Regions from separate parts of the Sus scrofa genome. Here regions 1 and 2 are each linked to region 3. A link is a contact called in public HiChIP or PLAC-seq data. All regions are on one chromosome and are shown on one strand. Each heading gives the region's core, a stretch centred on a gene start, on an enhancer-like site or on the middle of the called end of the contact. The rest is flanking DNA. Distances are from core to core; before and after follow the strand shown. Region 1 holds the start of ZNF316 (zinc finger protein 316). Region 2 holds the start of DAGLB (sn1-specific diacylglycerol lipase beta). Region 3 holds the start of ZDHHC4 (a long non-coding RNA gene).

The links. HiChIP or PLAC-seq counts read pairs in DNA pulled down with a chosen protein or histone mark.
Region 1: a contact with region 3 is called in an H3K27ac HiChIP or PLAC-seq map of alveolar macrophages. The contact joins the promoter of ZNF316 here to the promoter of ZDHHC4 in region 3. A contact is called at or near these places in 2 of 47 Hi-C or Micro-C datasets (embryonic fibroblasts and liver) and 1 of 2 datasets of contacts at active chromatin or transcription factors (alveolar macrophages).
Region 2: a contact with region 3 is called in an H3K27ac HiChIP or PLAC-seq map of alveolar macrophages. The contact joins the promoter of DAGLB here to the promoter of ZDHHC4 in region 3. A contact is called at or near these places in 1 of 5 promoter capture datasets (liver), 2 of 47 Hi-C or Micro-C datasets (both in skeletal muscle) and 2 of 2 datasets of contacts at active chromatin or transcription factors (alveolar macrophages and skeletal muscle).

What each region holds. Positions count from the first base shown.
Region 1 is chr3:4,567,401-4,571,245 of Sscrofa11.1, forward strand. It overlaps ZNF316 (zinc finger protein 316), which reads right to left and starts at 2,193. Exons shown (of 8, transcript XM_021086071.1): 1 at 2,155-2,193; 2 at 1,261-1,391.
Region 2 is chr3:4,740,042-4,744,048 of Sscrofa11.1, forward strand. It overlaps DAGLB (sn1-specific diacylglycerol lipase beta), which reads left to right and starts at 1,841. Exons shown (of 16, transcript XM_021086077.1): 1 at 1,841-2,044. The coding sequence starts at 1,950.
Region 3 is chr3:4,642,399-4,646,359 of Sscrofa11.1, forward strand. It overlaps ZDHHC4 (a long non-coding RNA gene), which reads right to left and starts at 1,344. Exons shown (of 8, transcript XR_002342216.1): 1 at 1,243-1,344; 2 at 582-775. It overlaps LOC110259843 (a long non-coding RNA gene), which reads left to right and starts at 1,439. Exons shown (of 4, transcript XR_002342218.1): 1 at 1,439-2,303.

The DNA of each region.
Region 1 (3,845 bases), core at 943-3,442, 74 kb before region 3:
CCAATTCAGGCTGAGCCCAGATGCCAGGCAAAGCCCAGATGCCAGGTCAAGCCCAGCAGAGCCGCCTCCTGCCTGCCTCCTCCCAGAGCAGGCTCCACAGGCCAGGCCACCGCACCCGAGGACCCACGGCTTTGCCGCTCTGTGCTCTTTCTGCCTCAGAACCTTTGCACACGCCATTCCCGCCCCCCAGCACCCTTCCCTGCTTCTTCACTGACCCTTTGTGGGCAGCCCCCGGCTCCTATGACACACACAGTTCCCTGGACTCTGCCCTCTCAGCGCCCACATTTTAACATACTAAGGCTTGTTGTGTGTCTCCCCAAGTACACAGGCAACTCCAGGAAGTCACAGGTTCCCTTTGCTCATCTTTGAATCCCCCTGTGCCCGACACAGAGCGAGCACTCAAATATTTATTGAAGAAATTAACCTATAGTCTGTGGTCAATGTGATAAACATGAGATTTTCAAAACTCAGTATTTTGGCCCCACTGTCATGTCCCGGAAGAAACTTACTGCTGCTGAGAAGCCTTCAGACTGAAACTCACTGGACAGTCTCTGCCTCTAAAAAGGCTGCAACCTGAGGTCCCTTCTCCCAAGAGGTGCACCTGCTGGTGACTGGCGGAGGGAAAGACCCAGCAGCCATGGAGGTGGCCGTCATTCCGCAGATGGGACGGAGGCTGGCACAGCCAGACACCCTGACCCGGCATCCAGAACAGAATGGTTCTGAAGAAAAGGCTTCGGTAACATGGGTGCTGGGTTCCTTCTGCCTCCCCAGGCCAGGTGTGAGGTGGGCAGGCCCCCCAAACCCGCACACTCTCTTTTCGTCTCTTTCTAGCCTGCCAGCCCACCAGCAACGCGCTTGCTGGCATCGGCTCAGGAGGCCACAGAGTCAGGTAAGCAACCCCCAGCAACATAACTCTGCAGAACAACTCAGATCCCAAAGGGGTGGGGCTGCACCCTAAGATATGGTGCTGCAGACACTTAGAACAGGGTGTGTGGGGGGGGGGGGGACAAGACATGCCTTCCCTGGGGAGAAGGAAGGACCACAGGGGCAGAATGGCACACTGAATACTTTCAGAAACTCTTCGCTAAAGTCTGGTATCCAGGTAACCTTCACAGAGACGTAGGAAAAACGTGTGGGTGGCACAGGTATCTAGGCCCCTTCCTCCCCTCTGGGGCCTCGCTGACCACACCCAGTGCCCAAGGCCTTCCACAGTTTCATCTCCTCCAAGGAACCCTCCTTCCCTGACTACCCGGATCTCACCGTTTGCCCACGGATCGGGGCTCCCCTACTTTCATGGGTTTGCTACCCCTGCAGGTGTATCCACAGGGCGATCCTGGCTGCTCCAGGGCAGCCCCTCACCATGCTGGCCAGCTCCCCAGACCTGCCAACACCTGTTGAATCAAACCAAGTTCCAAGGTCTCCCCACACAGCACAGCTAAGAGGCCTGATCCGGCACACCTCCGCTTCCCCGTGCCCACTGGGGCCTCCCCCAAAGGCCAGCCCCTCTCCCACCTCTGCAACCACATGGGGCAGCCCGGACCCCATCCAACCAGAGGAATAAGTTCCTCAACCCGCCTACCGGCGGCAGGAGACTCCACGGAGCAGCCCACCGGGACCTCCATTTGCAGAGGGAGGACCCAGACAAGGCCCCCAAGGTCACTAAGCAAGCTCGTGAGGGTGCCAAGCCAAGCCACCTCCATCCCTCCAGCGGCATCGGCCTCCCTCAGAGGCCAGGGCCTTGACAGCCCCTCCTGGATGGGTGTGTCCACGGGGGCGGCCGCCAGCCCAACCCCCGCCCCTCCGGCCTAAACGGAGGCGCGGGCACCTCCCCAGAGTCGCGGGTGTGTGTCCTCCCCCGCCCGCCTCCTCCGTGCTGCCCGCCTAGCCCGGCCCTCGGGGTGGGAGCCCGCCCCCATCACGCAGGCAGGGGAGGGGGTGCAGGGGCCGCGCCGGGCGTGGGCGCGGCCGCCTAAGGCCCGGCCAGCCCGCCGCTCCGGCCCCGCCGGCCCCGGCCCCGGCCCCGCCCGCCCCGCGGCTCGCCGCGGCCTCCCGCGCCGGCGTCGAGGGGCGGCGCGCCCCCGGCCCCACGCCCGCGCCGGGCCCGCCCGCACCTGCCGCCCGCGCCGCCGCCCGCCGGCCCCGCCGCTCACTCACCGCGCCACCCCCTCGCCGCGCGCGCCGGCCGCCGAGCCGCCGCCGGACACCCGGGCCCGGCCGGGGCCTGCGCACCCCGCGCTACACAAAGTGACGGCCCCGAAGCTGCGCGGCGGCGGCGCGTGGGCACCGGAAGTGCCGCCGCTGGGCTCCGCCCCGCCAGTGCCCACGGGGGGGCACTTCCGGTCACGCGGGGTCCAGCGCGGTCCCCGAGGGGGTGTGCGTGCGGGGAATGGCCGCGTTTGATGTGCGACCGCGCCCCCGGCCCTGAGTTCCTGCGTTTGTGCGCACTTCTTCCCCAGCCCTGGGGGCCCTGGCGCCGCCCCAAGACCCGAACCCACCTCTGGGGACCCCGGCCCCGCCCAGCCCCGCGAGGTCCCGAGGCTGGAGCGCGCTGGCCCCCCCAAACCCGGCCGGCTTCTTCATTCACCCATGATTGAGGGAGCACTAGTAGGTTTCAGACCCGCTGGGCCCGCCCAGGCCTCAGAACCCTCCCCAGGTCCCACGATGGTGGAGGGAGGCCGTGACCCCCATGCAGGGCCTCGTGGAAGTGTCCCGCTGGCTCACATGGCCTAGAGCTGGACAGGGGCTCACCCTGCAGATGAAGGGCCAGTGAGGCTGGAGCAGGTGGGCCGGACGCCCACAGCTCCCGCAGGGCCAACCCTGGGTGAACGTGGAGGGGGCATTCCCGGAACGGATGAGGACTGAGGAGGCGGTGGGCCGGGGTAGCTGGATGAATGCCATAGAGCCTCGGATCTGGAGGCTTTTCTTGGAGGGACAAGTGATCCATGGGGAAGGCCAGCCTCTGGGAAGGGGAGGGTTGTCCCCGCAGAGGGAGGCAGAAGGGATGGAGGCCACCTGAGGAGCTGTGAGGTGAGGTCAGTGGACTTGGTGGATACTCTCCCCAAAGCCTGTCTGCATCCACAGCTGGGGTCTGATGGTGAGCTACTATCCCGTAGGCACCATTATTTTATATTTTCGCTAGTGTCCCCCAGCCTCAAGACAGGGCAGCAACCTCAGTCGGCTCAGGGAGGGTTCTCACCTGTCTGAAATAACAGTGTCTCTCATTCAGAACCTCAGCCCCTGGCTGGTGAGCTTCCAGGCCCACTGAGAACTCAAACCTGCCCAGAGAGGGGTACAGCCCTGGCCCCAAGCCTTGCCTTCCCCAACTCAAAACACCTGCCGCATGCCCTCCAGCTCAATCTAACCCCTCACAATGGCCCCTGATGTTTTTTAATGTTTTAAAATTAATAATTAACACTACAAAATGAAGGGTTTCTTGGAGTTCCTGTTGTGGCTCAGAGGAAATGAACATGACTGGTGTCCATGAAGATGCAGGTTTGATCCTTCGCCTCCCTCAGTGCATTAAGGATCTGGCACTGCCCTGAGCTGCTGTGTAGGTCACAGACGTGGCTCAGATCTCATGTGGCTGTGGCTGTGGCTGTGGTGTGGGCCCACAACTGTACTCCAATTCCACCCCTAGCCTGGGGTCTTCCATATGCCACGAATACAGCTCTAAAAAAAAAAAAAATTACAATCCCACCTGGCACCAACGGGGACCCTTTGATAACAACTGTAAATGAAAACAAGATATCATGCTTCAGTGTCGTGGATGATTGGAAATGGAGAAGGGACTTGCCAACTTGCCACCACTTTTGACATGATGGGCTGGGATCTGCCTGAGACGCAGT
Region 2 (4,007 bases), core at 591-3,090, 98 kb after region 3:
CATCCTCACAGAGGCCTCTGCAAAGAGCTGGAGACTATGCACAAAGTGCAGCCCTGCAAGACCCTAAGCTGATGGGCCTGGGCTGATGGTTCAACAAGGTCACTCTAGCTGTTGCAGGGACAATGCACCATAGTGGGTAGTGGGAGGCAGAGCAGTGGGGAGGCCGGGCCAGGCACATCATGGAAGGGGGCTCGGACAAGGGTGGAGGGAAGTGAAGAGGCTGAGCAGTGGTCAGAACCTCTGCACTGTGGAAACGCCTGCCTGGGAGGAAGGGGTGGGCAGATCGGGCTACTCTCCACTCCTCAGCCCTGAGCTGCATGTGGCTCTGTAGCCAAAATGCAGCCTCTGTACACCGACACCAGTGAAATCTCAGAGACAAGGGTTTTGGGTGAAGCAGAAAGAACAGCATTATTGCTTTGCCAGGTAAAGGAGGATACAGCAGGCTAATGCCTCAAAACTGTGCCCTGCCTTGGGAGGGGATAGCAGGAGATTTTATAGGTTTATCTCAGAAGATAGGGTTATTGATTAAGGTGACTGTATTATTCTCCCTCCACAAATCATTTCAGAGTCGTGAAGTCCAGCGTCAGCCAGTCCCGTGATGCTTTCTGGTTGTCTTCGGAGTTATCGTTCCTTGACCTTTTCTCTGGAAAGAAAATTGCCTACAGGAAGGGATGTTAGGGCGTGTTTCAATTACAAAATAAATTGCTGGGGCGGAGGGGCGGAGTTCCTGTTGTGGCACAGCAGAAACTAATCCGACTAGGAACCATGAGGTTTCGGGTTCAATCCCTGGCCTCGCTCAGTGGGTTAAGGATCCTGCGTTGCGGTGAGCTGTGGTGTAGTTCGAAGATCTGGTGTTGCTGTGGCTTAAGCCACAAGCCGGCAGCTGTAGCTCTGATTAGACCCCTAGCCTGGGAACCTCCATATGCTGCGGATGCGGCCCTCAAAAGCAAAAATAAAACACTAGGGGCAATATAATTGAAGCAGAAATTAACCTATAGTAAAAGAAAGCAATTAAGCAAGGAAGAGATCATTTGTGAAAAGCTGGAGTCTAGGTACAATATAAAGTTAGTGAGCCAAGGCAGAGCGTGTAACATCGTGTCTCCATGTTGCTACAACGCTCATGTTTTTACTAATCATTAACTTTTTTTTTTTTACATAGAGTGTGGTTTTATTTTTTTATTTGCTTTTTAGGGCAGCACCTGCAGTATGTGGAAGTTCCCAGGCTTGGGGTCGAACTGGAGCTGCAACTGCCCGCCTCTGCCATAGCCACAGCAACGAGGCTCTGACCGGGTCCGCGACCCATATAGCACAGCTCACTTGCGACACCTGATCCTTAACCCACTGAGCGAGGCCAGGGATGCAGCCGGCATCCTCAAGGATGCTAATCAGGTTAGTTACCTCGGAGCCACAACAGGAACTCCCTAATCATTAACTCTTGAGTGTTCGAGACTGAGGGGAGGCCTGGGAGGCTAAAGGAAAAGACTTTTACTGCAAAACACAAGGACTTAGGGTCTGGTACACGGTTTCAGCTTCAGGCCCAGAACCAGGGAAGGGTCCCAAGTCCGCACTCCAGACGGTGGAAGGCAGACGGAGCAAGTGCATCACAGACATGCAGCCCCACAGACCTGGGTGTGAGCTGCAAATCTGCCACTAACTGCCTCTGGGCTGGCGACGCCCTCGGGCCAGGAAGAGTCCTTCTCTCCAAATGAAAACAGCTGAACCGATTTCACAGGTGAGAAGACGAAGGTCTCCAGCATTTTCCGGCCCAGCGTCTTCTGCGCAGGCGCAGAGTCCCTGCGGCGGCCCCGTGGGGCTCAGTGCGCGTGCGCTGAGTCGGGCGCCTGCGCGGAGTCCCGGTCCGGCGCCGGCGGAGACGCGAGGTCCCGGGGCTCTCGGTGGCTGCAGGCGCGCGGCGGGCTGGCGCGGGGCCGGGCGGCGGGACCCTCGCCATGCCGGGAATGGTGCTGTTCGGCCGGCGCTGGGCCATCGCCAGCGACGACTTGGTCTTCCCGGGGGTCTTCGAGCTGTTCCTGCGAGTGCTGTGGTGAGGACGGGGTGCGGTGCGCGGCCGGGGCGCCGGAGGGAGGGGGCCGAGCAGCCGAGGGCAGTGTCAGTGTCCCCGGACTGCGGGCCGGAGCCGGCCCTGCTGTCTCGCAGGTGGTCGTCTCCACTGTCCGAGGAGCGGGGTGCCATTCCTCTGCCCATTCATAGATGGCACCCTGAGGCCCAGAGCGGGTGGGCCGTGCGCGGGGTCACCAGGGTGGACCCGCCACCGGTTTGTCCGCGCTGCAGGGCCCCGCACGCCCACCCCCCAGCCCCTGCGTGCGGACCTGGGATCGCCCTCGAGCTGGGAGCAGCCGCCTGCTTCACTCCCGCGTGGTGCGTGGACCCGCACAGCCTCTTGTATCTGCCAAATGCAAGATTGGCAGTAACACCCTTCGTGCGGTTCTTAAGCCAGTTGCAGCTGATTGTGGCTGAATTCCATGATGGGCATACAGACCTAGCATTTTACATTGTAGTCTTTCAAAGTGTGGAATCCGTGAGAAGTAGAATCAGGTGCCCGAAGTCTGTCCCCAGAAGGTCTGAGCAAAGAGTAATAATGTTTAACTATTAATATTAAAAAAAAAGTAGATTTTGGAGGGGAAAAGAATATATAAAAACATGAAATGTTATGAGCTGCTTCTCAGTTGTTTCATGGCTTTCAGAGCCAAGTCTTTCCAGATCATTTCCTGTTATTATTTCTAGACGCAGTCATCATCCCCCCCAAATGACAAAAGCATAGGAAGTTACCCCATGAGTTCCTGCTGTGGCTCAGTGGGTTAAGAACCCAACTAGTATCCCTGAGGATTCGGGTTCGATCCCTGGCCTCAGTCAGTGGGTTAAGGATCTGATCTTGGGCAAGCTGTGGTGTAGGCCAGCGGCTGTAGCTGATTCAGCCCCTAGCCTGGTAACTTCCATATGCTGCAGGTATGGCCCCCTCCCCCCCAAAAGTTACCCTAATCCACTTCCCCTTCTGGCCAGTTTCTTAATATGGTGACCTTGCCCAATGGTGCTGTGCCTGCTGCTGAAATTATTCTTGTGAAAAGTCACTGTTGCATTGCTGGTGCTGTGTTTCATCGTTCGCACTGAGTTACAAAATATACTTAAATGGGTCCACAGTCCTTGTCCTTTCAAGTTTATCAGTATTCACCGCAGAACTTCTTTCCATAGCTGGGTTCCCATCCTCTTGTTTTGCACCACACACCACAGATTGCCATGTGTTTGTCAGTGTCTTATTAATTCACGGAGGTATGAATTCTCTTGTTGATAATTGAACAAGCATATACTTTGTTGGTTTACCAGGTGCCTCTCTTGGGGTTATGATGGGTCTGTGTTCCAGCAGTTCATGTTGTGCCGAGACCAGCTGAGCAGGATGGGGCTGAAGAACGGGTGCTGTGAAACTTAAGGAAAAAGTTAACATAAAACAAGACACAGAGACATTTATCTTAAGTAAAAGTGGGAACCAGGGGAACTCAAGGTCTCAGGGACCAAGAGCACAGCCTCAAGAAACCACACTGCTTTGATTGTGCTCTTTAGGGTGACGTCAAGTGAGAAGGGGGTTGTAGGTGCAGGATATAGGTTTTTTAAGTTATTTTAAAAGTCACATAGCCGGTTGCTGATTAAGCTTTTATTCTGACATTTAGGCATTTAACAATCGTTAGCATTTGAGGAAGCTTGTCATCAGCTATCTATGCATAGCATCTAGAGAATCGCCACTGTGCTTCTGTAGACGTGTGCCTAGGTTTGCACCTTGGTTCTCCTTGCTAATGCATATCCTGCTAAGGACCCCTTACAAACCGCTTGAGGCCATGAGACTCCTCTTTTATTCTTAAGAGGACGTATCATACTGTGCAAACCAGTCTGCACAGGTCCAGCGAGCCTAGACCAACGCATTAAGTCCTCATTCCGCTGACCCTATGAATAACTTATGCCTTTAGATCTTTGTTCTTCAGCTTAAGTCATTTACC
Region 3 (3,961 bases), core at 94-2,593:
GATTGGACCCATAGCCTGGGGACCTCCATATGCTGCGGGAGCAGCCCCAGAAAAGGCAAAAAAAAAAAAAAAAAAACCACACACTGTCAATGGGGCTTCCCAGCTGGTCCTCCTTCAAAAGTTTCCTAATCAAACCACTGCGGTCTGCTCTGCAGCATCTCCTGCCTGAAAATACCAACATTTGAGGGGAATAATATGCAAAATGCACTTGCCTCCCCTGCTCCAGCAATAAATCATTCTTTTACTTTCCCAAATATAAATATTCTCAAGGACCTTGATACAAAATGTACCCCTAAAGAATTTGCTGACGATACTATTGGAAGAAGCATCCACTAGGGGCAGTCAGGGGCCCACAGCCAGAATAAGGCATGGCGTCCCAAAAAACATCCTTCCAGGACGGTGACCACAACAACCCGGCATCACCCACAGGGACCAAGGCCAAGACACAGACCTGTGTTAATAAACTGGAAACAGTTACTTTTGGCCTTAGCAAATATTCTGGGAGGGACTTCCAACTGAGATAGCTAAACGTAAAAACTCTTCATGAGATAAGATAGGAAACAAAGAGCAGCAATTCTCACGAGGTGATTCAGGATCCCCAGCCTATATATTTATTTTGTTTGCATAGCTTTCAGCCGGCAGTTCGGACATTCCTCCTTCGAACATTCACTGAGAATTCAAATGGCATCTCCTCTTGTGCAGCGGCGTACGCCTGGCACAACAGGTGGCACCCAAAACTTCAGGAGACATGATTCCTCTAGGAGACTGGATCGGGCTGCAGAGACATCAATTCGACATTCACATAACGTGACAGGCTAGGAGTCAGGGGCTGAATACAGTGTGGAAAAGAATCTGAAAGTTGGGGGGGGGGGCGCTGTTGAGACCCCGCAAGGTGAACAGAGTTATGAGATTTCGAGTGGAAAAGCTAATTGGGAGCTTCTGGATCTCTGGTGTTTATTCCTATGCCTGAGGAGTTCCCGCTGGGGACCCAACAGAAAGGCATTTCCAAGGATACTCTTGGTCCGAAGATTCCAGCAGGTGGGCCTGGCCCGTGCTTCCCCGGGGAGCTGGAACCCGGGACGGGTGAGACAAGATTACAGGGAACACTGGAGGTGTCCGGGCGCCGGGCGGGGCGAAGGCGGAGCTGCAGCCCCACACAAAAGGGGGAAGGGCGGGTCAGACAGGGAGACCAACCCCCCTGAGCCAGCAGGGGTACCTAAAAGCTAGCAGAGGCGGACTTACCGCCGGGATCCGCCAACCGCCAACTGCACCCCGCCAGCGCCTCTAGGGCGCGTCCCCAGACTTCCGGCGGAATCGTGACGTCACACGCGACGCTGGAAGGGGGGATCTAGCCCGACTTCCGGTGGAACGCCGCGGAGGGCTGTGGGGCGGGGCCTGTCGCGTTCGTCCCGCCCCTTCGACGGTGACTGTCGCTTCCCGCTGGGGCTCCTCCAGACCGCGGTCAGGTGTGACCGCTGGGAGGTCCAGTTTTACAGAACTGTTGCTGGGAATCTTCTAGGCCTGTGTGGCCAGAACGCCGAGGTTGTGGAGCGGAAGGTGCCGCCCAGCGGCCTGGGTAGAGCCCAGTCAGAGCCCGGCTCCTAGCCGAGCAGGGGCCCCGGCGGCCCAGAGCGGGCACACTTGCGGGGCTCGGACACTGTCTTCGTGGTGAACAGCTTGCTTTGCGTTCTGCCAGTCACACCGCTGGGATCTGTCCGAACCGTCCCAGTGTCTTCACTCCTGCTGTCTCGGCACAGCTGTGAACATACTGCTCCTGGGAGCATGACAATCGCTTGACTCCAAACCTGGGGAATAAGAGAGAGGGCTGTTGAGTGATAGTTGAACCTAGAGAAGAGCTGCTTCCAAACACAGCATTGAGAAGTCCCCTGTGGGGTGTTCATTTGCCCCGAACGCCTCCGAATCTGCTGAGACCACCTATTCTCAAAGGCCTCTGAACAGCTGCTTGTCACTGAGCCAGGCCAGTCCTCCCTTTGAGAAGTAATGTCTGATCTCCAAACACGAGCATTAAAGCGCCCCGCTCTTCCTGTTTTTTTGCTGCCTACCCCAGCTTCTTAAGTCCTTTTTTAAAAACATACCAACCCGGGCACCTTCTGATACATTAGGTAAAAGGCCTGCATGAACTTGTGGACACAGAACTGAAAAACAAAAAGCAAAAACCAGAAAATGTGATACCACCAGGGAACCCTGTGGTTATGGATGGAACCTCATCACCTATTCAGAGGGGCTGGATTTCGTCGTGTCTCAGCTGACTCATCACCCTGCTGGTTAATTCTGAGCTGGTGGTTAAGTATTTTGATTAACTTTCTTCCCTCATAAATGCAGAACTTTATTTTTATCCCCATTTGTTTTTCTCTGGATGGTTTCAGTTGAGCCTAACTTTAAATCTTGGTTGGTCCCCTAGGGTATTTTGTGCTGGGCCACTTTTCTTTCATTTTTAAAAACGTATGCAACCAATACGATATTATGTTATCCTGGTAAGAGTCAAACTATATGAAACAAAACCAGAAATCTCCCTTGATCATCACCCCTCCCGAATCTCAGCCCCTTGACAGAATTAATCATTTAGTGTGTATCTCCCAACACTTTTACACATTTCTATATATGTACTTATTCAAGACATGTATTTAGTACCGGTATATGCCAGGCACTCTTTTAGGCACTGGAACATAGCAATAAAACAGATAAAAATCTCTGAGCTTCAGAGCTTACATTCTTGTGTAAATATACGAATATATAATTTATTGGTTACCAAAACAGGATTATTTTATACATAGTGGTTCTACGTCTTTATTTTTTGCACCCAACAATATATCTTGGTGATCTTTCCACACCACTACATATAGATGTATGATATTGTGTTTATCTCATTATATGCATTTCAGTATTTAACTGAGCCATAACTCAGCTGTCAGGGTCCAAACTCAAGGGCCTACAGGGGATTTGCAGATAACAAACCAGCAAAGTGACAATGTGGAACAGGTGTGTTTTGTCCTAAGCGGAAGTAGATATTTATACAGACCAAAGGACTGTCCACTTGAATTCCAGTGTTTTAGGAGTATTTGAAAAATCTAGATTTTTATGACATAAATCTAATTTCCGTTGGCAACTAATTCAAGATTATGAAACACCATTCCGGTTAAACACAACACACCCGCAGGACAAATTTAGTCCATGGGCTGCCAGTTTGCAACCTTTAATATAATTTCCTATTACTAAACATTTCGGTTAATTTCAGTTTCTGCTGTCACAAACAGGGCTGCAGTGGAAATACCTCCCTGACTTCATCACCCACAAATAGGTCTATTTTTCTAGGACAGCTACAGGAAGTAGAATTTCTGGGCCACAGAATACATGGGCATTTTTAATTTTAATAAATACTACTAAATTGCGCCTCGGCTACACATATGTGAGAGAGCCCATTTCTCCAAACCCTTGCCAATATTTCATAGATCAGTTCCTTTAATACATACATTCTGATGAGTGAACTGGCATTTTATTTATTTATTTACTGAACACACACTTATGTAAGACTTGTGTTCCCCGGGTACTAAGTAGTTTAAAATATTGTTTAATCTTTATAGTAACTTTAGGGGATTATTGTTATTATACCACTCTTATAAGTGAGGAAATAGAGGCATAGAGAAGTGAAAATTTTTCGTAGGATCATAGAGTTAGAAAGTATTAGAGCCACAGGGCTTAAAAATCAGTTTTCTTGAGGGAGTTCTGGTTGTGGCTCAGCAGAAGCGAATCTGACTGGTATCCACGAGGATGCAGGTTTGATCCCTGGCCTTGCTCAGTTTGTTAAGGATCCGGTTGGGAGTTCCTGTCATGGTGCAGCGGAAACAAATCTGACTAGGAGCCATGAGCTTAAGGGTTCGATCCCTGGCCTCGCTCAGTTGCTGTGAGCTGTGGTGTAGGTTGCAGACGGGGCTCAGGTTTG